Linked DNA regions of Mus musculus: all the other regions are linked to region 1. The links are chromatin contacts, called in public promoter capture Hi-C maps. All regions are on one chromosome and are shown on one strand. The core of a region is the stretch at or near the end of the contact, and the rest is flanking DNA. Distances in the headings are between cores, read along the strand shown.

The links. Promoter capture Hi-C pulls out the DNA fragments that hold promoters and counts their contacts.
Region 2: a contact with region 1 is called in a promoter capture Hi-C map of liver, with 4 times the contacts expected there. The contact joins the promoter of Arl14ep here to the promoter of Eif3m in region 1. A contact is called at or near these places in 2 of 39 promoter capture datasets (liver and pre-B cells) and 2 of 115 datasets of contacts at active chromatin or transcription factors (astrocytes and microglia).
Region 3: a promoter capture Hi-C map of pre-B cells shows a contact between it and region 1, with 4 times the contacts expected there. The contact joins the promoter of Nat10 here to the promoter of Eif3m in region 1. A contact is called at or near these places in 2 of 39 promoter capture datasets (liver and pre-B cells).
Region 4: a promoter capture Hi-C map of hippocampal neurons shows a contact between it and region 1, with 2.1 times the contacts expected there. The contact joins the promoter of Dcdc5 here to the promoter of Eif3m in region 1. A contact is called at or near these places in 2 of 39 promoter capture datasets (cranial neural crest and hippocampal neurons).

The regions. Positions count from the first base shown.
Region 1 is chr2:105,013,861-105,020,471 of GRCm38.p6, forward strand. It overlaps Eif3m (eukaryotic translation initiation factor 3, subunit M), which reads right to left and starts at 3,167. Exons shown (of 11, transcript NM_145380.2): 1 at 3,086-3,167; 2 at 910-1,042; 3 at 1-23. The coding sequence starts at 3,127. It overlaps Gm38521 (predicted gene, 38521), which reads left to right and starts at 3,261. Exons shown (of 2, transcript NR_165821.1): 1 at 3,261-3,343; 2 at 3,810-6,611.
Region 2 is chr2:106,971,135-106,977,745 of GRCm38.p6, forward strand. Arl14ep (ADP-ribosylation factor-like 14 effector protein) reads right to left here and starts at 3,263. Exons shown (of 5, transcript NM_001025102.2): 1 at 3,138-3,263.
Region 3 is chr2:103,758,368-103,764,978 of GRCm38.p6, forward strand. It overlaps Nat10 (N-acetyltransferase 10), which reads right to left and starts at 2,903. Exons shown (of 29, transcript NM_153126.3): 1 at 2,682-2,903. Caprin1 (cell cycle associated protein 1) reads right to left here. Exons shown (of 19, transcript NM_016739.3): 19 at 4,578-6,611.
Region 4 is chr2:106,077,744-106,084,354 of GRCm38.p6, forward strand. Dcdc5 (doublecortin domain containing 5) reads left to right here and starts at 3,256. Exons shown (of 24, transcript NM_177844.2): 1 at 3,256-3,497.

The DNA.
Region 1 (6,611 bases), core at 1,917-4,416:
ACTGTTCATCACACTTTCAACATCTACATAGGCATCAAGAGCACAGTCAGCAGACACAACCTTCAGCGCGTCCAATCTGGCACACATTTCTAGTATTTCAATACAAAGATGCTTAAAATACATAGCTTGCCTACTGTGAAAGTTAGAGAACACCTTGATTTCAGGGAGAGCTTTAAGACTACAGCATCCATGAACTCTCACCTCACCAGCACCACTGTAGCGCCAGCATTTACACATCCACGTTTTCTTTATGATTTCCATTGGCATAATACACAATCATCTTGAAATTACTAGCTGGATTTTAGGTCAGGAGGTCTCAACAACTGAAGAAAACTTTGTACCTCATGTAGAGAATTATTTAGAAGTGAATGGCTGTTATATTCCTGCTGCTTAACTCATTTTCAAGTATTAGAGATATTAATCGCTCTAAAAATTTAATATTTAAACTTTAACAAATATTTCAGAGTTCACAGTACAGAAACTATACTGACTATTGAGAAGCTGTATCTCAATGGGCAGCAGCTGAACAATTAAATATTAAATTAAATATTACTTGAAATAACACCCTCTTTGATGTCCATCCAAACGCTTCAGTTCATTTTAAAACCATCAACATCAAGTATATGTACAAACACACACACTTTTTCCGTTTTTTTAAAAGGTTCCCCCAGAACGGCTTACTTTATAGGTCTAACAGAAAAAAACCCTGAAATTATATGAAAATATTACATTTAAAACTAACTGAAAATATTTAATTGAAAAATATCTTCATAATTATTTTTGATTGTATTCTTTCCCTTCTACATTGCTTAAAAATCTTAAGTCTCAAACCAAAGCATATAACTGACAAGAAAAACTTTAAGGTAGAGAACTTGTAAGAAATATTTTGTAGAATGAATTAAAACAAACCTTTATCATCTTCCTTCAGACACACATCACAGGCTTCAATAATCTGAGCTAAATCTACATGAAGTCCACCTTCCGAGTTTTCTTCTGAGAGCTCAGCTCCTTTTGATTTCAGATAAGCTCGAAGTTCAGCAGCCTATGAATCAAACAGGGTTGCTAAATCTCTAGATCCACTTGTAAAAATCAAGTTATGATAAAACACAAATATCAAACTCATCTGCCCTGCTTCCAAAGTAACATGCAAGTGCTAACTAACTACCCTCCAATTGTGTTGATTCCCTCCCTCCCTCTACAAAGTCCACGCAGACACATAGTTCACAAAGATCATATTCAGTTTCCTGCCACCTGTATCCACTGGACTTCCAGTCTATAGCAAATGCTTTACTTATTTCATTTAAGCGGTCTCCACTGGGAGGGATGGGGACTAAAGATACATCAATCTGACTTGGCAAAGTTGAAGAGGTTTTTTTCCCCCAGTAAGTGAAAATTTTATAGCTGTCAAATGTATATATAAATAGCACTACTAAAATCACAGTCATCATCCGGACAATAGTCTATTCATTTGCTAATAACTTGAGAACCATTTGAGACAAGCATTTTGGGAGATACCAATATAAAAAGATAATGCCTGTCAGTGCAGCCTGCATGAAAGTGTATGTGTATCAAATTGTCTATCAATGCACTGTATAACAAATATCTTAAAACATAACATCACTCTCAGAGGCAGAAAGCACTTTTGGTACTATCAAAATAACTACTAAAATAAGTCATTTGGATGTTTCCTACTTTACTCTCTAGTTAGGATCTTTAACAACGTTTTTCCTTCGATGGTTTAACATTCATGCACTGAAACAGAAATGTAGATGACTTAAAGCTAACAGAATAAAAACTTAAAGAATCACAGTATAAAGCGTTCCATTAGAAAATGCACAGGTGCCAGGGTGAGGTGGTGGGCAGGGTGAGGTGACATATAACTGTGACCACAGCACTTGAGGCAGAGGCAGGGGGATCTCTACAGGTTCCTGGCCAGCCAAGGTTTAACAAGCCATAGTGAAACACTTCCCAAATATCAAAACAAGAAGGGGGTTGGGGAAAGAAAAAGCACGGATGTCAAATTGTCTGGACAAAGCCAAAAGAGCCTTGGGGAAAATAACCAACATTTTTAATCCCACAAATGTGTTTGGTGACCTCAGAAACCTAACAAACCCTTAGGTCTGATGGAATTATTTTTCCAAACAATAGCATAGTAATTTTATACAGAAGATGGCATGGTATTATAAAAAAGATATTTTGAAAACTCAAGTGTCATATTAGAAAAAGCAAAATAACAGCAGAAATCATTCTTTTTCTTTATGACACAAATATATAATCTAACCAAGATGTAAAGAAAGCATTTGTTCACTTCCTGCTTTACAAATCTTTTTCTAAGAATTAGTTAAGTTTAATGTTTTTATATCATTCTTGCTGACAACAAGACACTCTACAATATGGCCAATGCCAAGGCTCTATTCAGCCCCTGGCCTGAAGTACCTTTTTGGTAAATACTAGTCAATGCCTGGGAACTCTAGCTTCCTCTGCTGTCAAATACTCTTAATGCGGCATCTTTCTATGTGTGCATAACTTCCTTTCTTCTCCTGTGTAACATATGGAACCCCAAGTTTCTGTCAGTGGGTATTATAAAAGCGTATGCATGCTCACGAAGAACAGTTTGGGTTGTAGAAAATTAAAAGACTGTCATCCCAACAATTAACCTCCTGTTACAGAAAAAGGAGAAGCCATCTGTCCTGTACACCCAGGTGTAAACCCCAATTAGTGAACTTCAAAGTGTCCAGGATGGCCCGCCAGATGCTCCTGCCTCCCAGCCGCCTGGGAACAGAAAACGCGAGCCAACTAGTAAAATGCATGCCACCGTCGCCTGTGGCCGCGGAAGGCCCGCATTCACACGCTCAAAGTTGCTCCTGCGGGCCACACGCGAACTTAGCAGACGCTGGTCCCTGTCCCCGAAAAGTTCTGGGTCGTCATCGACGACTGCGGACGAGCCCTGGCGCCCACCGGGCCCGCATCCGGACCCTCGGCCGCGCACGCGCCGAGACCCAGGTCAGGAGAGCGCGCTCCCCCTCACGGGCTCCGTCCCGGGAATCCCCCGCACCCGTTGCCCCGAGGGCCCAGCATCGTGCACCTGGTCTTCCTCGCTGATATCGATGAAGGCCGGGACGCTCATGGTGAAGGCCGGGCTGCGGAAGACGCTCCGATCCAGAAACACGCCGACCGGAAAAGAGAGCGGTGCCGTACAGGGTTACGCACAACCGCTTCCGGGTCAGCCACAGAGGGCGGGCCTCGTGGGCGGGGCCCACAGTACTACTTCCTCCCCGCGGGCCTCTGCTTCAGCTCCTCGCAGGCTCCTACCTGAAATCTTCCCCTCTCCCCGGAAACTTAGGTGGGTTGGGCTAAAGTGTCCTCTGCCCGCCTGCTGCCTGCGGGTCACGGAACCCTACCTGGGCCAAAGCTTCGGGAGCCTAGAGAGCTCTTGCTGCCTCTGAGAGCTTTCCAGGTGCCCCCTGTCCCTAAAGCCTTGGAACTATTTTTTTTTTCCCCTGTGTTATGCTTCCCAGTTTGCTGGTCCAGTTGCTAGGCCATGCTCCTTGCTAAGTAAGGGTGACTAGTTTTCAAAGAATGCTCCCACTTAATTAATAAGGACTTATCCAGAATACACAGTGCCTCAGTGTATGTTAGGGATTGACTCCAGGATCCCTCCTCTAAGGATTCCAGAATCTATGGGGCTCAAGACGCTTACATAAAAATGGCTTAGTTCGTGTCTATATAACCTCCTGTGTACTTTAAGTCATCTCCAGGGCACTTAAAATAGCTAATCCAATGTAAATTCTATGTCCTCTGTTTTCTAGGGAATGACAAGGTCTGCGTATTCAGCACAGATATTTCTCCAGAATATTATAGTCTGCAGTTGATTGAACCTGGATGCAGAACTTGGAGCCATGAAGATCAAGAACATTGTAAATGCAACAATAAGGGGGAAATGCAATTAAAAAGTGGGCTGAAAAAGTAAAAACAGACTTTATTAGAGAATATACACATGGTATCCTCAGTTGATAGAATGTCCCCAATAAATGGCCTGTCAGGTATTTTCTTCCTTAATGATTGACATGGGAGGGCCCAGCCCACTGTGGGTGGTGCCACCCTGGGTAGGTGGCCCTGAGTTGCATTGAAAAGTAAGCCAAGCTAGCCACAAGGAGCAAGTCAGCAGGCAGCGAGCAAGCCTCTGCTTCAGTTCCCACCTCCAGGTTCCTGCCTTGGGTTCCTGCCATGACTTTCCTCAGCGATGGAGGTTAACCTGAGAGTTGTCAGATGAAATGAACCCTTTTTCCCCAGGTCGGTTTTTGGCCAATATTTTATCATAGCAATGGGAAGCACACTAAGACAATCTTCCTGGAGTACTGGGTTACAATGTGGAATGAGTGTGTGTGGGGGGGTACGTTCTCAAGGAAGAAAAGGAAGAGAGACTGGTTGAAAAGAGGGGAGCAGATTTCTGAGGGGGGAGAGGAGAGAAGAGAGGGTGTAAGAGGAGAGTGGGGCGCTGAGCCAGAACATATTTATTAGAATGGTCTTCTCAGAATTTCAGGAGGGAGAAGATACCCAGTGGTCCTGTAAACACACTAATATACTAGTTAACTAGGCCAAGGCCCGGGCACTGAAGCTGGAGGGCAACCCTTGCTCATCATCACAGCAATCTTTGCTTTGAATTTTGAAAGGTGACTTTTTTTTTCTAAGATTAATACTTTTCAACCTTGCTTTCAGCTTCTTTCCCCTTTCTTGATGGAAATTTGTTTCAAATGTTAATGTTGCCAGCTTTTTCTTCAGTATTTTATTTTAACTCATCAATAAGTCTTTCTTTAAAAATACATATATTTTGTTGAACATTTTAAAACCCTATTTTAATATTAGCCCCGTCCCTTACTCGCCCCTTTTTTCTGATTTCCTTTATTCTATGACTTTGTGAAGTAAAAGAGGTGACTTCAGGGGACTTTTGAGAAGGAGGTTTCAAAAGGATAGAGACAAAATTATTTGAATCTTTAGATATTTACTCATTCGCTAAAAACATATTGATCTCTCTGACAAAATTATGTACCAGCAGGTGGTTGACCTTCCAGAGAGAACAAAATTAAAGCATGCAACTTATTTATTGTTTATGTTATTGTGATGGAACCAAACCCAAGGCTTTGTGTGGACTAAGCAAGCTTTCTATCACTAAGGGATTAACTGTCATATTAAGGTTTTAATTGCCATGATGAAACACCATGACTAAGAGCAAGTTGGGGAGGAAAAGGTTTGTTTGGCTTCCACTTCCACATCATTGTCCATCACTGAAGGAAATCAAGACTCTAGCTGATGCAGAGGCCACGGATGCTGCTGCTTGCTGGCCTGCTTTTCATAGCTTGCTCAGCCTGCTTTCTTGTAGAGCTCAGGACCACCAGCCAGGGATGGCATCACCTACAATGGGCTGAGCCCTGCCCCACTGGTCACTAACGGAGAAAATGCCTTACAGCTTGCTTGCAAGCCCAATCTTATGGAAGCATTTTCTCAAAGAAGGTACCTGCCTCTCAGGTAATTATAAATTGTATGACACTGACATAAAACTAGCCAGCATACTCCTTTATAATTTTTCAATGACACTTTTTGTCAAATTCATTTCTTAATTGAAAAAAGACCCTAGCATTATTTTTCGTTAATAAAATGTTTTCTGATAATCTTAAGGTTTTTCTTTAAACACAAATCTGCCTTAGACAAATGGTACAAGAAGTACTATCTACTATATGACAGGAAGCATTCTAAATGCTTAAAAAAAAAAGTTTAGAGTCAGTTGAAACTGGGGTTAGCTGATGCTAACCTATGCCTGATATAAAATGGGGTCACTGGTATGTTAATAGCAGTAAAGAGTCACCCCTGCTGATAACCACACATACAACCTTCACTACTATATTATCCTTCTTGAGACTTTCACAAACTGTCCTCAGAACTTCCCAAAACAGAAGGAGCTGAAAGTTCAACAAAACCCTATATATTCTGAAAGGCAAAGCCATTTTTCTAGCTGATGTGGCTGTTTGTTTTCTTTTGAGGTGAGCTCTCACTAGTCCAGGTTGGCCTTGAACTCAGTGTGTAACTGAAACTGATCTTGAAGTCCTGACTCCATTGTTCCTACTTTTTTTGAATTACAGGCATACTTTTTTATGTGTGCACTGGGGACTCGAACTCAGGTCCTTGTGCTGGCAGAGCAATTGCTCTTACACACTAAGCTATTTTCCTAGATCTCCTTTTATTTTTAATTCTTTATTCTTTCTGATTAAAAATTCTGGAAAACTTGGATTTATCACACCTGCTTCCCTCTGTTTGGGGAATGTGTGTATGTATGTGTGTTGGGGTGTGTGTGTGTGTGTGTGTATACACATACGTGTGAATGTGGTGTCAAGGGGATAACTTCTTCTACTGCAGGGTCTGGGAACTGAACTCAGGTCTTCAGGCTTGCCAAGTGTTTCTACACACCTTGCCATATCACAGTCAGGCCCTCTTTAATTTTTAAAAGGCACCACTTTACTTAGAAATGGACTCTTCTGCGCTTGTCTTTCTTCTTATTTTGATGTATAAACCATGACTTTGATGGTGGAAGCTGCAGAAATCCAACCGAAACCTAG
Region 2 (6,611 bases), core at 2,013-4,512, 2.0 Mb after region 1:
GGTTCAAGTCCCAGCACCGTAGAAACAAATGATGGAATACTCCTACTGTCTCAGCATCTGGGAGGCTGGCTGATTAGAAACTCAAGGTCGGGCCGGGCGTGGGGGCGTGGCGCACGCCTTTAATCCCAGCACTCGGGAGGCAGAGGCAGGCGGATTTCTGAGTTCGAGGCCAGGCTGGTCTACAGAGTGAGTTCCAGGACAGCCAGGACAGCCAGGGCTATAAAGAGATACCCTGTCTCGAAAAATCAAAAAAAAAAAAAAAAAAAAAAAAGAAAAAAAGAAAAAAAAAAGAAACTCAAGGTCTTCCTCAGCTCCCTCCCTGGAGGCCAGCCTGGGCTAGAAACTGTCTCAAAAGAGGGGGAAAGGTCATCTTAGAACTCAGGAAGTTTATGTTTAGAAATCCAAGTCCTTAAAGTACTATAATTTTTGATGGGTCAATTGTAGAAAATTAAACTGTCCATCTAATCACTGCATTTGAAACGAACCAACCAACCGAAAAAGCAAATCGTGTATAGTTGCTTTACATACACGAATGTCTGTGTCCTACATGGCTGCAGGGCTAGAAAGTGGAGCATCAGATGCCATGGAACCGGAGTTCCAGTTGTTAGCTGCTATGTAGGTGCTGGGTTCAACCCAGGTCTTTGGGAAAAGCAGCCAGCGCTTGTAACTGCTGGCCCATCTCTTCAGTCCCAGTCACTGCATTTTTTTTGTTTTTTTTGTTTTTTAAAGTAAGGATCTCTTTGGAGTCATGGTTAAAGGAGAATTTTCAACAGTTGTTGCCAGATACAGAATTATTAGCTAAATCTGCATATTTGTGCTTTTATCAGTTATGTCCTACATATTGCTAAAAGGTTAATCCCATCTGTCTGAAATTCATATCTAAGTGCACAGTCAGGTATCTTTCTTTTTTTTTTTTTTTTTTTTTTTTAAAGATTTATTTATTTATTATATGTAAGTACACTGTAGCTGTCTTCAGACACTCCAGAAGAGGGAATCAGATCTCGTTACGGATGGTTGTGAGCCACCATGTGGTTGCTGGGATTTGAACTCCTGACCTTCGGAAGAGCAGTCGGGTGCTCTTACCCACTGAGCCATCTCACCAGCCCCGGTATCTTTCTTTTTATCTGCTAAATTTGGCACCTCCATTTTCAGAGCCTTTTAGGAAGCAAAGCCTTCTTTGGTTCTAGCTCTTCTTATTTGAGTTAAAATAGATTTCCTGAAGAACAACTTACAGGAACTGCTCAGTTTAAATTTCCTACGGGAGGGATGGAGTTTCTTTCCTAGACAAGACTGTTGGCAACAGACAGGATGGCTCAGTCAGTACATTGCTTGCCATTGCCACACAAGTGTAGGGACCCAGGCATTGAACCTGCAAAAGCAAACAAGCCAAGTGCTCTGGTGCCCAAATGTAATCCCAGTGTTGGTAAAACGGAGGCAGGAGGGTCCCTGGGGCTTGTTGGCCAGTTAGACGTTCTTAATGACAAATATTAACACCAAAAGCACTATACTTTAATGCCTGAATGGATCAGTGGGTCTGCAGGCCCTTCATAGATGTGTGGCATTGTCTATGCATCTATTTTGTTTTCCAAACAGCAAAAAATAACTCTGACAAGGATTTAACTAAATGACCTACTCCAGGTTGTTCTTCTTCTTCTTCTTCTTCTTCTTCTTCTTTTTTTTTTTTCCTGAGACAGGGTTTCTCTTGTATAGCCCTGGCTGTCCTGGAACTCACTTTGTAGACCAGGCTGGCCTTGAACTCCACCTGCCACTGCCTCCCGAGTGCTGGGATTACGCCACCATGCCGGGCTACAAAATATTTCTTAATCCAATTTTAAGTTACATTGTCTCTAGGCCCACCAAGTTTGGCCAATCACAGGTCAAGTCAGCAAAACCTCCTCAGAGTATGGTGGCTCGGGGGTCACATATTCTCCAGCCACCATGGGATCCAGTCATCTGTATACCCCACTTGTTCGTATCAATTCTTCAAGCATCACTAATTCCTCCTTCACCTCGGAGGTTTCCATCAACCTATGTAAAAGAGTAAACTTCCAGTCTTTCTGCTTTACAGCAACACCATACTCTGCTACTTGTTAGTGCATTATATGCAAAGCTCCAAAGGCAAGGCACTACCGGATTCCCTCAACAGCCAAGGCTTCTCTAATTAGCAAATTCTGACACTTTACTCTTTAGAAATTTTTTGAATAAACACAAGGTCAGAAATTCCTAGAGTCCCAAATGGCAGACTCTCCTTGAAATCGATGTGATCGGATCCCACTTCTCTGCAATGATCCCCACCACAACCCCGCGTGGGATTCACTCATTAATGCCCCTACTCTCTGCCAATGCCTCAACTCATCAGACATAATCAACAGCACTAGGGTAGAAAAAAATTTAAAACAAAACGAAACAAATGAAACCCTCAACCCACCAAAGTGCGTAACTAAATATCACACGGTTAGAACTGCGAAGATTGTGAATTTTAAAGACGGTCTGGAGAGATGGTTCCAGAAGACCCAAGTTAATTCCCAGCACCCACGCCGGTGGCTCAGACTATCCTGTAACTCCAGTTTCAAGGTAATCCGACGCCCTGTTCTGATCTGTCGGGGCTCCAGCCACGCACTGCTGGCACATACATACTGGCAAGACATCCATCCATACAAAATAAAGTAATAAAACAAAATGTTTTTAAAGTTAGACTTGGGAGGCAGAGGCAGGCGGATCTCTGTGAGTTCTAGGTTAGCCTCGTCCACATAGAGAATTCCAAGTCAGCCAAGACTACACAGAGAAACTGTCTCAAAAAACAAAACAAAACAACAAAACTTAAAAGCCCCAGGCCTGGTTACTCGTTTCTGTAATCTGAGCTACTCAGGAGGGGCTTGATGAGTTGGAGGGTAGTTTAGGACATTTGGCACGAGTGAGTCCTCACAAAGAAGCTGAGGATGAAGCTCAGCAGTGGCGAGGCCCTGGTTCAAATAAAACCCTGCAATCTGATGCAGTGGCGGACCTACTGTGTGCAGGGTAGAGCCGGGTGCCAGGCTGCTACAAGCCCCTTCCGCCGTACAAGCCTCCCCTCCCAACACTCCTCCCGGTTCACCGCGGCCTCCCACATTCAAGTGCCATCGGTAGAGTCCACTCACAGCCCTACGGCCCGACCCGGCCCGGTCCACCTGAGCTGCCACGGGTCTCCGCTGGGCTCCGGAAGCACCGTCTCTGCACAGGCCAAGCTCGGCTTTCCACACCACCGCCGGCCCCGCGCAGAAACCGAGAGGACGGCGAGGGCGGCTAGAGAGACCGCTTGTACCATGGAGAGGAACCAGGAGGAGCCTAGAGCGGAAGCCAGCCCGGAGGCCTCCGGAGGAGGAAGGGCTGGGTGCGGGGGACAAGGGGGGATGACTCAATCCAACGCAAGAGTTGCTTCAGTTGCTCGCCCGCCTTGGGGAACTTGTATCCTCTCCTGAGGTTGGGGAATTGGGAGGCTCTTGGAGGCCCTTAGCAAACACAGGTTTCCTTTACTTCGTTTGCAAATCTGTTCTGTGCAGGACACCAAACAAACGCACCTAGATAGCCCTAATCCTGGAGGAGAGTTAAATGCAACTCAAGGAATGGACCTTTTATTTAAAGTCTCACATTTTATTTTTTGATCCATTCCAACTAAACATATTCTAAAACGCTCTCTCTATTATATATTGTAAAAAAAAAAAAAAAGTCTAGATCTTTGAGTAAAAGGTACACCACAGGAAATTAACCTTTACATTTTGGGGGTGGAGAGAAGAGGTGTAATCATTGTTGTTTTGAGGTGCGTGAGTTTTTGTTTTAATTTTGGGACAAGGTTGCAGCCAGGTAGTTGAGGCTGGACCCTAGAACTCTATAGGTAGTCCACGCGGCTATGAATATAACGTTTTCTTGGTTTTGAGAATTTGACACATATGGTGTGTTTGGATCAACTCCACCTCCAGTGATGTCATCTAGAAGTGCAGGACTGGGTTCGGTTCTCTTTGTCAGCTCAAGGATTAAAAAGGAGGACAGCATTACCTGAAATTTTTGGGTGTCCCTGCAGAGTCAACATATGATAACCTAGGAATTTGGGTTCCTTCCTGGGGATCTTAGTTTTATTAATAAAAGAATAAACTAAAACAGAACAACTCAAGGACAACTTATTAGAATTTTAAAAAGAAAACCCAAGAGCAGGCAATTTGTTAATCTTTAAGTTGTCCCAAAGAGGAAGATGTAGAGTATAAATATGACCGGCCTCAGTGGCAGACAGCCTTGGGGTGAGAGGTGGAACTTCCGCAAAGAGGAGGAAGTCTAATGCTAAGTTAGAGAGCTCTGGCCAGCACCTGAAGGAAAAAGATGGAACAATAAATAGTTACACAGTTTTTTTGTCGTGCCTCAGAAAGCAGGTCAGACCCATTGAGGTCAGCCAAACCTAACCAAGGCTCTGCTCTTAGGACTGAATGGGGCATTGGAAGGAGTCTGGGAAGGGAAAACTTGCTCTTAAGCTGAACCTACCTTCCTAGTAGATGTCTCCCAGCCAGACCCTGACCTGCCCCATTGGATTAGACCTTAAGGGAAGAGACTAGGGCATGCCTACAGCTAGGCAGAGATTCCACTCCCTTCTACCTTCTCTCACGTAAAGGCAGGTATATTGGGTTTTGTTTTCGTTTGCTTGTTTTTTAAAAACCCAGAGTCCATTCATTGCTGTCAGTATTTGCTATGTGAGGCTATCCATGAAAGAAAATCAGGAAATGCATCCCTGAAGAAAATTGACTCTCTTCACCAATAGGCATCAAACATCAAAAGCTCCTCAGAAGAGTGGGATTTCGTGGGGTCCTCTCTGTTAGGTCCAAAGTGGCCCCTTGAAATAGTGGTGCTGGTGACAGTGTCCTAAACAGAAGGACCCTGGCTAGGTACTTAGAAGCCTAAAGGCAGGAACCTCCCTTAATCTTTCAGGAGCCTCCTTTACCCTGCCCTGAATGACAACTACCTTGGGCAAGGTATCTAGTTCTCAGCCAATGTGAGCGGCCTACATCAGCTCAAAGATGCCCTTCAGTTGCTCCCCTTATTCCCCAGTAGTCTTGATAGCTTGGTCACCAGTAAGCCCTTCTTTGTGTGGAGTGGTCTAATTCAATGGTTTCACTCCACCCTGGATTCCAAACAGCTGTGTCATTTGGAAGTCTATAAGACACCCCCACCCCCCACCCCAGCCAACAACTTGAAGAACAGCAACTCATACCTAGTACTGGGTAGGCAACGTATGAGGTTATTTTAGATGTCTCCAAAAATGTGACTGAATTAGGGCTGACAAAATTGTCACTTTAGATATATCATGATAACAGTTTTTCTCGTCTGATTTTGACTGCAAGTGACCCTCTGTTCCACCATATTTTCTATTTATTTTAACTTTGGCATGCCTTATAGTTTACTAACTTACTACATATATTTAACACAATTCTGCCTATGTTTCACAAAGTGCACGCTTACTCATATCCTAAATTTAAAACATCCCACAAGCTTTGCATTTATCTCCTAAGCTACTCGCATACTTACTGGCTACAGTTACCACTTCTTATGAATTTCATCCATCCTTAATTAAGCTGCAAAGGCACTCAGCATCATTGGAGTGGAAGGCTTGGGGAGGCAAGTAGAAGACAAATGGTGTCCTTTTCATGCTGCATTAGCTACTGTGTTTTATCCTGATGAAAACTGTAAAACTTTTTAAAAAAAGGAGTGTGGAATGAAGGAGGGGCCAGGACCCAGAATCTCTTATGCTGATGCCAGTGCCTCAAATAAGGCTATGTCTCTATGGGGCTAACGGGGTTTAGGGTAAGAAAGCTTCTCTTCCTCCTGGTTCCCCAACCTAAGCATCATGAGGTATTGGGTTCTGTCCTTTAGGAGATGCTAACTGGTCCTTGGGAGAGTAAGGTTGAGAGACTCCTAAGCATCCTATAATATATAGGATGGTCCCTGCAATTGCTAACTGACTCAATATTTCAAGCATTTGAAACCCTAACCTAAAGGAATGAGGAAGGCTCACTGAGGATAAGAGCTGATCAAGAAGCAGAACTGGGATCTCCTGGCTGATTAGATAGAGATAATGGGAAGGGGAAGATGGTTTTGGCTTGTGGAGCTGTAGCACAGATGGAAGAGTGAACCAGAATGAATGAGTGGAGCGAAGGCTTCCGGTGTTACAGGAGCTGTGCTTGTGATAGAGATAGCAGGTGAAGAGAGTCAGGATAGAGGATTCTAAGCTGGAAGATGCAGGTTGGGAAATGCTAGTCTGTAATTACTGCTGCATCCTTAGGGATGAGGTAGGTAAGGGCGAAAAAAAGTTAGCCAGTGAATGCATGGTGTAAAATGAGAAACAGTACTGCAAATGAGTCTGGAATCCTGGGCCCTCATTTGTTATCCTAAATCAGATTCTACAGATAAAGCCCAGGAATATAATGTTCTGCAAACGCCCTTGGGTGGTTTTGAAGCATAATGAAGTTTGAGAACAATAAATGGAGACATTAGAAGAGCTATCTGAGAAGGAGCAGGAGGTGAGGTATCAGGGAGACTACAAAGGCAGAGTTCCCACAACCCAGCGAAGGAGATCGCTGAGAACCAAGCAC
Region 3 (6,611 bases), core at 1,653-4,152, 1.3 Mb before region 1:
CGGATCCTCCACTTCCCAAGTACTAGGATTACAGGGAACTGCTCAAATTACAGGTGTATATCACCACAACAAGGTTTTATGCTATTCTGGGAATCAAACTTAGGGCCTTATGCATGCTAGGCAAGCAAGCAGTTTACCATCTGAGTAACATTCCAGACCCTGTAAATACCATTTTGTATACATACACAACACATGGGGGGGGGGGGCTTAAAAAAAGTAATTTCTGAATAGTGATTTTTATTTTGACTTTTGTCTTTTATGGTTTGGTTTCCGTAAAATTCAAATGTGTGGTTAAAGGGCTCAGCAGGGAAAGGTTCTTGTTGCCAAGCCTAAGGACCTGAATTTGATCCTCAGAATCCACATGGCAAAAGGAAAGACTTGCCAGGCAGTGGCCGTATACACAAGCAGACCCTTCCCAGGACGGGGATCCCTAAAAGTTCTTCTCTGGGGCTGAAGAGATGGCTCAGTGGTTAAGAGCACTGACTGCTCTTCCAGAGGTCCTGAGTTCAAATTCCAGCAACCATATGGTGGCTCACAACCACTCATAATGAGATCTGCCCCGCCCTCTTCTGGTGTGTCTGAAGTCAGCTACAGTGTTCTTACATAAAAATAATAAATAAATCTTAAAAAAAAAAAAAAAAAGCCAGGCGTGGTGGCGCACACCTTTAATCCCAGCACTTGGGAGGCAGAGGCAGGTGGATTTCTGAGTTCGAGGCCAGCCTGGTCTACAGAGTGAGTTCCAGGACAGCCAGGGCTGAGAAACCCTGTCTCAAAAAACCAAACCCCCCCCCCCAAAAAAAAAGAAGAAGTTCTTCTCTGACCCCACACAACACACACAATTAAAACATAGTAATAATAATAATAAAAGCTTAAATTCATATGTTACGTATAAAATGAGAGAAAACAAATATTTCTGATTCAATGTGTTTCTTTGGGTGAGAAGCCACACTAACGGCTCTATACAGGTGATTTTAAAAAGTACCATATGGGTTATTGGGTGTACAGTAGTACAATATTTGCCTAGCTGGGGACCTAAACTCAATTCCTCCAGCATTTAATAAAATATAAATGTTATCAAATTACCTATAACAAATAGGCCCCCCCCCCCAAAAAAATTAAGACAATCAATCACACTCCCCCGGTATTAGAGTGTCAGGCTATGTGTGATTTTAAAATTCAGGAACCTGTTGTGCTTTAAACAAAACCTCCTTCCCTAAACATAGGCTTTAACAGGTCTTAACACAAAACAGTATCACAATAAATGGCGCCTGTTTAGAAGGGGAAAGCAGTAAAAAAAAAATCTAGTATCCCAGGCTGGAGAGATGGCTCAGCACTGACTGCTCTTCCTAAGGTCCTGAGTTCAAATCCCAGCAACCACATGGTGGCTCACAGCCATCCTTAATGAGATCTGACACCCTCTTCTGGTGCGTCAGAAGACAACTACAGTGTGTTTAGATATAATAAATAAATAAGTCTTAAAAGAAAAAAAAATCTAGTATCCCAAGGCACTGATGTAACAAATAGACTTTACACTGGGATCTACCCAAGTCCAAAGCAACTCAGTTTGTAAGCTTTATGTTGCCAGCCACATAAACACCTACAAAAAATGAATGGGTACCTAATGTTAACGAGTCCAGCTTAATTGTTAAAAGTCTTATCTTGTCAGGCAGTGGTGGCCCACGCCTTTAATCCCAGCACTTGGGAGGCAGAAGCAGGCGGATTTCTGAGTTAGAGGCCAGACTGGTCTACAGAGTGAGTTCCAGGACAGCCAGGGCTATACAGAGAAACCCTGTCTTGGGGGGGGGGGGGGGGGGGAGTCTTATTTTTTGTTATAATAGGAGAGTCTTAGAATTAACAGGTAAGGCCCCTGAGTACAAGCTTTAATTCTAAAAAGTACTTTTAAAAGTAGATGAAATACAACTACACACAAAACTAATGTAAAATTAATGGCCAGAGTGAGGGATCTGATAACGATCTAAAATTACTGGTTCCAAGAAACGTTTAATACATAAGGAAAGCATTATTGGAAAGAGAAAATAAGATGAATCGTATTGGGTTTTGTTGTTGTTGTTGTTTGCTTTGTTTTGTTTTTTCAAACAGTCTCACTATGCAGACCAGACTGGCCTCGAGCTCCAAAAAATACTCCAGGCTCCACCTTCCAAGCGCTGGAATTAACGGTATACGCCACCACAACCTGATCGACAAGTCATTTTCATTCGGCTGTATCCATTCTTGTACACACAGCACCGGGTACTAAGCATCACGAGGTGCACTGTCAAATGTCCTGACTGAGACAGCTAAATAGTGCAAATAAACTGGCATACTGCAGTATTTAAGAGCAGAATATCTGGGACTAAACCGCGTTAGTTCAAAGCCTACCACTGCTACGAGGAGCCGAGTTTCTCAGAAAATAGTTTTGACACCAACCCATTCTCTCAAAGAGAGAGAAGAAGCCCGAGTGTGGGAAGGAGCCACACTCCCGGAAAGCGCTCGAGAAGCCAGCCCCGCATGTCAGAGTATCCCGGACCAGGAACGTCTGTCTGTAGGGCAGTCCAGGCGAAGAGTCCGAAGATACAGGCACCAGCCGGTACAGAAGCTTCCGTACTCGAGCCAGCCCTACCGGCCAGTGAAAGACCCAAACGCACATCTCAACATCCGACCCAGTCCCTTGCAAAGAGTACCTGCGCCCTGCTCCGGCCGACACCAGGCAGCTGCACAACGGAAGCACGTGAAGACACCGAGTTGCTACCCAGGCTGACCAATCTGCTGGAGAAAATTCTACACAGCTGAGCTACGCCGGGGCCGCCGCTGCACGTGAATCCGCTTAAGTGGCAGACAGCACGTGGGCAAGTGCTCAGAAGGGAGGGGACCACTACAGCTATGGGACCTTCCATGGCTTCGACGCTTAGTGATGACGTAAGAACACGCCGCGGATCTCCGCTACGCTTGCGCACTAACTCCCGGCCGCCATTTCGCCATTTGCTGCGGGTAACCTGGCTATGACAGGCGGAAGTAATCGTTTAGATATCCGGGTGTCTCGCATTTGCCGTTGCCACTGGTACAGGAACTCGTCCACTGTTGCTATGTTGAAAAAAACCTCTATAGCAGGGTTGTACAAGGCAATAGCTGTTGCTAGCGTAGGTGTTGTTTTATCGACCTCCCTACTTTTATATGAAACTAGCCCAGTAATTGTTTAATTCATCTTACTTGAACCTCCATCCGGCAGCAGTCTGAGAATGTCTGTAGACTTTGTACCAACGATCGTGGCCGCGGTACTCTGCAGGCTTTTCTTACTCATGCCAAGTGTACTAAAAGCCCAACATTGGGTCTCAAAGCTCATCCAACCACATCCACAAGGATACCCGTAAGTATGTCTGCTTTCCTTTTAGCATGAGCCACGTGAAATCGGTTTATCCTATATTTTTGGGCACAAGTTCTGTTATCTAAAACGAATTCCTTCCCCAAATTTACGCACCAACTTCAATATCAATCTAAATTTCAATGGACTTTAAAGACTTCATGATGCCTAGCCATATTGTTTTAAGTCACCAATACAGCCCTAGACTTAATACTAAGGTTCTAAATGCACTTAAGAAAATAAAACTACCAGTACTTTGTTATAATGGGCAGACAAGTCCTATAAGGTGGTGGTGACACAAGCAAAACACAAAACTTAGAAATAATGACCCTTGTGAGTACTCGACTTTTTTTTTTTTAAAGGAACCAATATAGGAAGAGGACAAAAATGGGCAAATAAGGCTAGTCGATTCTGCTTAAGTAGCCCAGATATGGTATTTCCGTTGTAATGAAAACAAAAAACTGGAATTTTGGGAACAGAGATGATGGCTATGATTACCTTAGTCACTGCAAAATCTGAAACCACCAGGTCAGGATGCAAACGGGGGCAACTGCCATAAGATAGTCAAGATTTAGAATGATAAAGTAGTAGGGCAGGGGAAGGGTAGCCAGTGCTAGATGGCTGAGCTGTCTATGCTGTGGAAGCATGTGATTTTACTGAAGAATATAAAGACAACAAAGACAGCTTCCAACTTACTGCCAACTGCCCCTATCAAGTAGTTGGACTGAAAATAGTTGATGTAGAATATTCTCAGTGTAGAATATCAAATGTGCTTGAGAAGATGGGTATGGGAATGGAACTGCACACCTGCAGGTTTAGAGGGTTTTGGAGACAATTCTCTTCCTCCACCTTTGTCCCAGGAGTCAAAACTCTGGTCTGGGTTGACTTCAAGTGATGATAGCTGCAGAGCCATTTCACTGGCCATTTAATATTCAAGCACTTTAGTGTGACTTTTGAATTTGAGGGGCTTGGGACTTAGGTATTTATAGACAAAGTAACTATAAAGAATTAATATTCAGAACAGCTAGGCTGGATTTGGCCACCTGGATTAAGTAAAACCAGAGATGAAACCATCCTTGAAGGCACAAGATACTCCGTGGTGACAGGGAATCTGAAATCCTTTCACCACTTCCAACTTACACCTCAATTTCTGCTGAAGAATGATGCACTTTCTGGATTACATTTGCCCATAAACTTTTGTTCTAAACACTGCAGTGAAGATCTTTTAAATGGCAGTTTTATTAGATGACCCACTATTCTGGCCACCCCCCCCCCAAAAAAAAACAATACACACCATTTTAAAACCTTCAATAGCTTCCAAATGTTGAGACAAAAACTAAACATGGAAGAAAACTGCCCTATCCAGTTTCCCCAGACAGATCTTGCTAATGCTTAAACAAAACAGGAGTCACTGGAATACAGGTCTCTTGACTCTTTTATCCAGTTTGCCACTCCTCACTCATCCTTATGTCAGCTGAATTATCTTTCAATCAAGTCTTTCCAGATCATACCGACTAAGTCATATATTTATCATTAACCACACAGTTGAACCATGCCACTTACTACACACATCTGGGGTCACTCCAGTGTCTTGAGGGGTAATTTTTTCACCACTGAATAGTTAACACTGGCCATAATGCCAAGCAAGAGATACCCAAATGTGCTAATAAATTTCAGGTTGTCTCGCTAAAGAGATATAGTATTTAGAGGAAATTAAGACTTACAAATAAATATACCAAAACCTGACTTTAAGTTTTAAGTACATCAGGGATACTGCTATTTTCAATGCCAACGGTGAAGGATCAAGGCTATGCAGGAAACTGCTCAAGCTTCACAACAGACTATTAATGTACAGTGCTAACATACAGTAGTCTAGCTTTGTTCTTAAAAAGACCAGACCCAGAATTGTTTCTTCTCTCTTCAAGGAGCACTTAAGGAGTTTTCCTTAGGGTGTATGCAACTCACAGGCTTTGCTATAAACAATCACATTTTCATATAATTTAATCTAATGAAATATACAACAGTTTCTAAGTTTTTCCAGAATGTATATAAATTCAAAATAGTAAAGGCAAAGCTTAATTTACTTTTTCTGTTAACTTATACTCGATAAAACTAAAGTACTTAATAGCTCAAGTCGGATGGATGCAGGTTGAGAGCTTAAGGTTGAAATGAAGGGTATGATCAGCCTAAGCTACAATACCCTATTTCCTTAAGTAGATGAAAATTTAACAAAACAAATTGCCTGGCACATATATGAAGCTGCTTAACTACATTCTGCACTTAGAAACTGGTTGTCTGCCAAGCACCTTAGTGAATGAACCTGAGAATAAGCATGCATCTCCATGTCTCCTTGAAGTCTCTATACAATAGCATATATATGAATACATATAGAGACAAAAGAACTATAGAAGTTAATTTACTACAATCATTGGAAGGTCATGTTTTTAATATCAAGATACAATGATCAAAAGAGGAGAAAGGATGAAAAAAAATCATCTTTTTAGGAATATTAAGGCCCTGGTAATAAAATGGCCCTAAGCAAAAAGTCATCAATGGCATGCTACCTGGGGGAGGGGGGGGCATTATACACGTGGTATCTAAACATACTGTGAATTGTGCATGTACAAAAGATTTTATAGTCTTACTACACTAAGAGACATGTAGGACCATCAGTTCCCTGTACTCTGGTAAAATACACACTTGACCAAACAAAAGGTCTTCTGCCTCTAGACAAGCATTTGCATATTATAGAAGATACTGAGTAACAAAGACTCAGATCTTAAGGAAAAGACTTTAGCAGTTCTCTGTCCAGTGAGGTTGCTTTTAAAACAGTCTTGAATGCAGACGTTAAAACTCACTAGAACTGCAATGGTAGAATGACAGCTAATGATATGTTGCTGTTGAAAGGAATAAGCAACTTAAAAAATAAACAAGTCAAACTACAAACAACTTTTACACCTTCTGCCCTACACTTTGGGTAGAAGCCCGAAACGTGAGACATTCCCTGAATTCACTTCAGAACTCAAATTCAATACTAAACTTATTTTCTTCAATTTTGCTTTCTTACTATCATAAAATTATATTCTACACACGTAACACACCATCTAGGGATTATCCAATAAACCACAAACATTTTATCCATCCCAATAAAATACAATTAACATATGGTTGTGGTACATCCCAGGTAGTTGTCTTTTAAAGCACACAAGTGTAGGTGCTGGCAAAATAGTCTTGGCAAAAGTAAACAGATAAC
Region 4 (6,611 bases), core at 2,006-4,505, 1.1 Mb after region 1:
TCAAGTAAATACTTTGGTAGAACTGAGGTAAAGGCCTCCTGTATGTGAAGGAATGCAGATATGTAGCTTTGCACACTAACACTAACCATACATAAATAGCTTTTTTGAGTGGGGAATACTTGTGAGCATCACTCTAAAGAAGACACATGGTTTTGAAGGACACAGAAAACAAGATCCTGGAGCCCATTCCATCTGCATGCAGATGATACTCCTCTGTATTGCTTGATCTTTTTAAACAGTTGGTCGAGTTTCTTGCACATATTTATAGAACAGGATGCGGTTTGTCTACAGGGAAAGAGAAAAGACTGGTACCACACAGAGAACAAAAACCATTGGTTAAGAACTCTTATAAAACCAAACACAGTGGCTTACACCTCTAGTCCCAGCACTCAGGAGACAGAGCAGGAGAGCCACCATGAGTTTGAGGCCAGCCTGGGCTACTATGTGAGTTGCAGGCAAACCAGAGCTACATAGTGAGACCTTGTCTTGCAGTAGCAGCAGCAGCAACAACAACTACAGCAACAACAACTACAGCAACAACAACAACAACAAACTGAAACCAACCAATTAACTAAACAAATAAGATCTTTTATGAGCATTAAAATACATTAAAAAGTCAGCCATCCCTTGTTAAAATTTATGGTCTGTATTGAAGACTCAAGTGACTCTCAGCAAACCAATTATTCTTTTACATTTCAAAAACACATCTTAGGCTGCCTGCCTCATCCCTCCCCCAAGTAGCACACTGTCCTCCCTTGTGTTGAATACATTTTATTTTCAGCACAGCAGACAGACTGCTTCACGCTTCCTTCCCGAGTATTTAGACTATCATTTTCTTCTGTTTTCTGTACCTTCCTGCTTAGTGGAAACACTGTTTGTTCTTGGATTGTGCTTTGTCTCCCTTTTCAAGATCATCAAAGTTACTAGTTTGAAGCGTCCCCAAAGAAAGGGCCTTCTAATCCCTAGTTCAGAGGCTAACCTTTATTAGTGCTCTCCTGGTAATAATGAGGACCTGCTTCCAGCAGGGAGAGGCTGGAATACTGAACAGATTATTCAACAAGTTCAGAGCAGATTCTGAAGTTCCTTATACAACCTGCTTGTGAATACCGCTTTCTTTGCTTTACTGTTTCTGGTTTCCATAGTTTTCCTAATTATGTAAATCGTGTGGCACATGGGAGTAGTTTTCCACTCAATACCAGTTCTGGCACTTCAGTATACATTGAAGTCTCATTTCCCCCTCCCCCAAATTGTATATATATATATATATATATATATATTTAAATGTTATAAAGATTACAAAGTCTGAAAAGTCATTTTTCAGAAAAATCTAGTAAGTGAGCTTCTGAGGTTGGGCTGAACCTGAAAGTTTTTTTGTGTTTGATAGAGAGGAATAAGACTGATGAATTTCATGAAAATTTCTCAGGTTTAAAGTTGAGTTTAACTCCAGGGTGTAAATCTTCTATGATTACCACCTGCTTCCTAATTTATTTAACTTAATAATTTAACAACTATACTAACTACTATAAGTAGTGCTTTTCAGTATTTGAGAGTTGTGCTGGATTGAGTGGGCAAACAATTAAATCTGTATAAATCAAAACCAAATATGTAGTAACCTATGGATATTGTGTCAGCAAACTGAAAATGCTTATGATTCTAAACTGGGTTTAGTTGTACACAACTGTCATCAAAACTGACTTGTCTTACCCATTTTATTTTTGAAATATTATTATTAAATAAAATTATTATTATTTCTTCTATAGTATATACAATGTCATGTATATTATATTTTACATATATAATATGGTAGAAATATTATATAAATATAAAAATATATAAATATGTAAATATAAAAATATAAATATCTATTATACATATGAAAGTGTAAGACACCTATTTACTTAAAACATATAGAGAAAAGTAGTTTCTCTGTGTGTATAAAAGTGGGCTTGTTAGAATTTCAGGCGTTAGTTTCTCCAACTGGATGACAGAATTCTGCACAGATGTCGTCACATCACGCTTATGTTTTTGATTTTACTCATAGCAGTAGGAAATCTTAACCTCTTAATCTCCAACGTTTTTCTAAGCAGCGAACACACCAGACTTTAAGTTTGGCTTTGGTAGGGAGCTGGAGAACCAGGTGTCCTAAACTGCAAGTTTTCTTAGCTGAAAGTAAGATTTAGGAGAACACAGGTAGCAAAGGCCATTTGCATAGCTCAACCTCTCAGTAGCTCAGCTGTGCTTGATTGCAATTCCATTTCAGTGCTGGGCTTCTTTGCATAAAATATGCAACATATAACATAACCAAGGGCACAGACCTACGCCCTTAGCTTGTGATCTGCTTAATTCATTTTCCTTGCAGAAATATGTGTAAGAATAATATTGCTAGGATCTCTATCTATCTTGCATGTTTATCTTTGGGATCTACATACATTTAAGAAAAGACCATGTTAAATAAAAGTGATATGTATTCATTTTTTTTTCTGGGCCCCAAGATTTTGTTATTTATTTCTGGCTTTTCAGGGGAAAACTAAATTTCAGAAAACATTACCTAGCTGCCATGTCATTTGAGTATTTTACACTAGAAAGACTGTATCAGCTAAGCATGTGCAAAGTGTATAAACATATCTGTCAAGTCCACATGGATGTTACATGACAGGCCCACAAGTAAATATCCTTCCACAGCCCCTGCTGGGATAGCATTCCTGAATCCACCACTAGCTTAAATATTCTGGGGACTTGGGAACACAAAGGCATGAGAAAATCCTTGCTTAACATTCTCCTCTTTTCTATTTAAACAATCTTGTCACCCTGTGTCGTGGGTTGCTTTAACGAATACCAATGATGGGCCTGGGGTAGGAAGGCTTATTATAAAGGTGTGGATCATACTTTATAAATAATTTCCAGATGTGATATTTTGGGTACACGGACTCCTCTACAGGACGCAGGACACTGAAACATCATGGATCGTACAGTTTTTATCAGGACAATGCAAGTAGGTTTTCGGCAAGGCTGGTTCCAACTCATCTGTGATAAATGAGAAGATAAGGCAATCAGTGCACACCATGACACTCCATGCAGCTAGTTAGGCACACTTCAGAACTATTCAGGTGTGCTCACACAGCTTATGAGACTTGCATGGGGGGGGATGTCGCAATATAAATACATCCTTCCTGGTGGCCACTGGTAACGCAGGAATTGCCTCGCTAAGACTTAACCCAGGTCAGACATAAATAATAGATGTTAAGAGTTAGCTCTAGTCTCGAGGCTGCATTCCAGACAGCGTATCTCAGTTGGGTCAAAGGAATCCTTCCCCCTTTTCTCTCCAGTAGTTTCTCTGCTTGAAAAATGCCTGCAAAATTCCATCAGTCCTTTGAGGGGACCACTTTGGGTCTCTAAGGGAGAAGGTTTCAGACCCTTGGGGGCTAAGATGCACGGGCAAGGAGTTCTTGGGGCCTTGTATCAACGGTTAAAGTCTGCAAAAATATTATTACAAGCAGGTAAGCCATCCCTTTTTAAAAAGTACTGTATTATATATATTTTTTCAGATGTATTTGGTTCTATAGACGCAATGATTGGCATTGTGTCATAAAAGAACCGTGACATGTTTTGTGAGCTCAGCGCCTCTAAGGGAGCCAAAAATGCTCTGGAATCTCAAAGGCAGCAAGAAAGGGGCTGATTGTGTCTGTCTTTTGGTATGGAGTGTCATCTGCCTCATCTTTCCTCACTGCTCACTCTGCAGAGGAAAAGCAGATCCTTACATGGTTATTCCAGAGTCAGTAACACCAACGAAGGAAATGAATTCATCTGCACTCCTCTGAAGGCTGAGACTCCTCATTTTTCCTCTGGTGTAAACTCACCTCACTATTGTAGAAATGGGTCTAAAAGCAAATCAGATTCTACAGAAATGAATCGTGAACTAACTTCTCCTCAAGAGAACTTAATTCCATTATACTTATTTAACTTGTGTATTTCAGGATCCAGAGTATAGTTGAATTAATGTATTTGACTAAATTAAATTAGATTTTACCTTTTAATCTCTGTGCATTTATTCTATAGTTGTATGTTTATTTATACACACACACATGTATGTGTGAAGGTAAAGACATATGGTTTTGTAATTAGTTTTGGGACATTTGATTGACTTAAAAAAGGATTTATATTGTAACCAGAATGTTGCAGTTTGGATAATTACAAAAAAAAAAGGTTGTACCATTAAAAAAAAAATCTTCCAACATAACACTTAAGAGAAGCCAACCTTTGTGTTAAATAAGGGTGGGGTTTACATTGTAAACTTGGAGGTTCCATTTTAGAATTTGGCTCATTATCTCAGGCCACCGGCCGCTGATAAATGAATATTTTGAAAGCGTCTCACTATTCACTGCACACAGAAAACTGGAGGGAGCTGGGCTCCAGATGACAGGCTCGGTGTTCACACAGCACCTCCTGCTGTCCACTCGGAGAACTGCAACACACGATGGGCAGAAGAAAGTTCATCAAAGCTCTTGGAACTTCCAGGGACGTCTCAGACTTTATTTTTAGGGAAAGTGTACTTAGTTTCTTTTAATGAGATATAGTGATTCAGAGAGGATTAATAACTACTATAGACAATTTGATTAAAAATCCAGACTGTTCCAATGTTCTACTAGGCCAGCATATACAAAAACCAGTATAAGAAAATTTTTGTTCTTTTAATTGTTTAATATTTAAATATTAATGTTCAATATATAATGATTTTATAAAATAAATGATGCCTTTCTGAATTAAATTTATTTGTAGTTGTGTTTCACTAAGTGAAGGGTTTTAAGTTATTTTCAATGTTAAAAAATAGCATATGGCTTTTATTGTAATTTCAAGAAAAGCACTGTTTAAATAAAATCTGGAGATAAGCACTTTCTAAGTTTTATTAAAAGTGAGGGTTGGTGAGACAGAAGACATCCGGACAATAAGGGCCAACGCCTCTTATTTCTGCCACTCTAAACAAATGCTAAACTCAGGAGTTCAGTTCACTGTGGCAAAAATGCCTTGAGGATTGCTGCTTTAATTTAAAGAGGTCATTACTCAAAATGCTGTCAAGTATAATTTATTAAATCTTAGATGTAAATATGAGCAAAACTTTACATTTTTAGTTAGTTGCAGATTGTTCGTTTAACTACTCTATAAGCATTTCAATATTATGCTAAGTTTAAGAATCCTTAAACGTCTCGTTTCTCTGCTACTTTCTCTACCTCTATGCCTTACTGCATTGTAACAATGTTAAGCTTCATCATGCTATAGGTAAGCTGAAGTACAGGGATGAAAGCAAGGAGGAATGCCATAAGTTTGCAAAAAATTCTATTTTCTTTAGTCACGCATGTTTAATTATATGCACTTGGGTCCTCTTTCCATGGCTTCGATGTTTTTAAAACTCACTGCAGTGGCACTGTTACAATGCCACCTCTGGCCATTGGCAAGCCTGGCCACATCTTTATCTTATGAGTGTCCCCCTCGGCATTAATGAGCATTCATTGAGCTGCACTACTTCACTCGGCCTTCCAGAAAGCTGGTTCTGTTTAGTTTTCTGTCTCACCCTGTTCAGGAATCACCAGACAGGTGAAACGTGGACGAGGGGCGGCTCTTGTTTTGTTAACAATTCTTAAGATTATAAAATTGTAGGACCGGATCACTTTGACATCAGTTCCGTTTAGTCTACTTTTGACATCCCATAGGAAAACCATATTGTTTTGTTGTCTGTTAAACTATAATGGGTTTAAAAATTCTAGAAGCCCAAAGGAAGGTCTCTTAAACAAATCGTTACATTGCAACTTTAAAGGAAAAGTCAGGGCTACTGGTTTTGTATTTATGACCCTAGTAATTTTTTTTTTTTCATTTTAAATTTTAGCTTGGCTATTACAGCCTGGGGCTGAATTAAGCACATTACTTTACAGTGATCTTAAATATATACTGCTTCGTGAGTGTTCAAATGAGATATTATATTTAGGACAGCTTAAAGTCGCTTAGCCTTACATTTATCACGTGTATTTTGTCAAGAGTGGAAACATCTTGGAAATTGCTGAGAGCTAAGCAGAAATCTGTTTAATTGGTAATCTTTGGAACAGCATAACCACTTTTCTATGAAATGTAGTTAACACTTTCATGAGGGCCAGCTCCAGCTCATTAGCATTCTTGTTATGTACTGGTGCTGTTGGTGGGGGTGTTAGAGTAGGAATGCCATTGTGTCGAGTTCCAGTGTTTGGGGACAAACACTGCTGTGGAAGGAACGTGTGAAAAGGCCACAGTCCTGTCAGTGAATGAGCAAGGCTGTGCTTTCTGTGTGCTTCAAGCAGGGAAGCTGTCATTCATGGCTAACACAGCCAAACAGAGGCCAAAACACAAGGCTGCAGTACCTCTTAAAATGATATTAGTGATTTTTAAACACGATCTTCTTTATTTATGATCCTACACAGAGCTTTAGTTGCTGTCAGTAAACAAAATATGTCAGTCTGTTCAGAAATACTGTAAAAAATGAAAGAAAAAAAAAAAAAGAAAGAAAGAAAAAAAAAAAAACCTCCGTGGAAGGGCGCCAGGCAGTTACAGTAATTAGGGCTTGGGCGAACTGATCGGCAGTGTGAGGT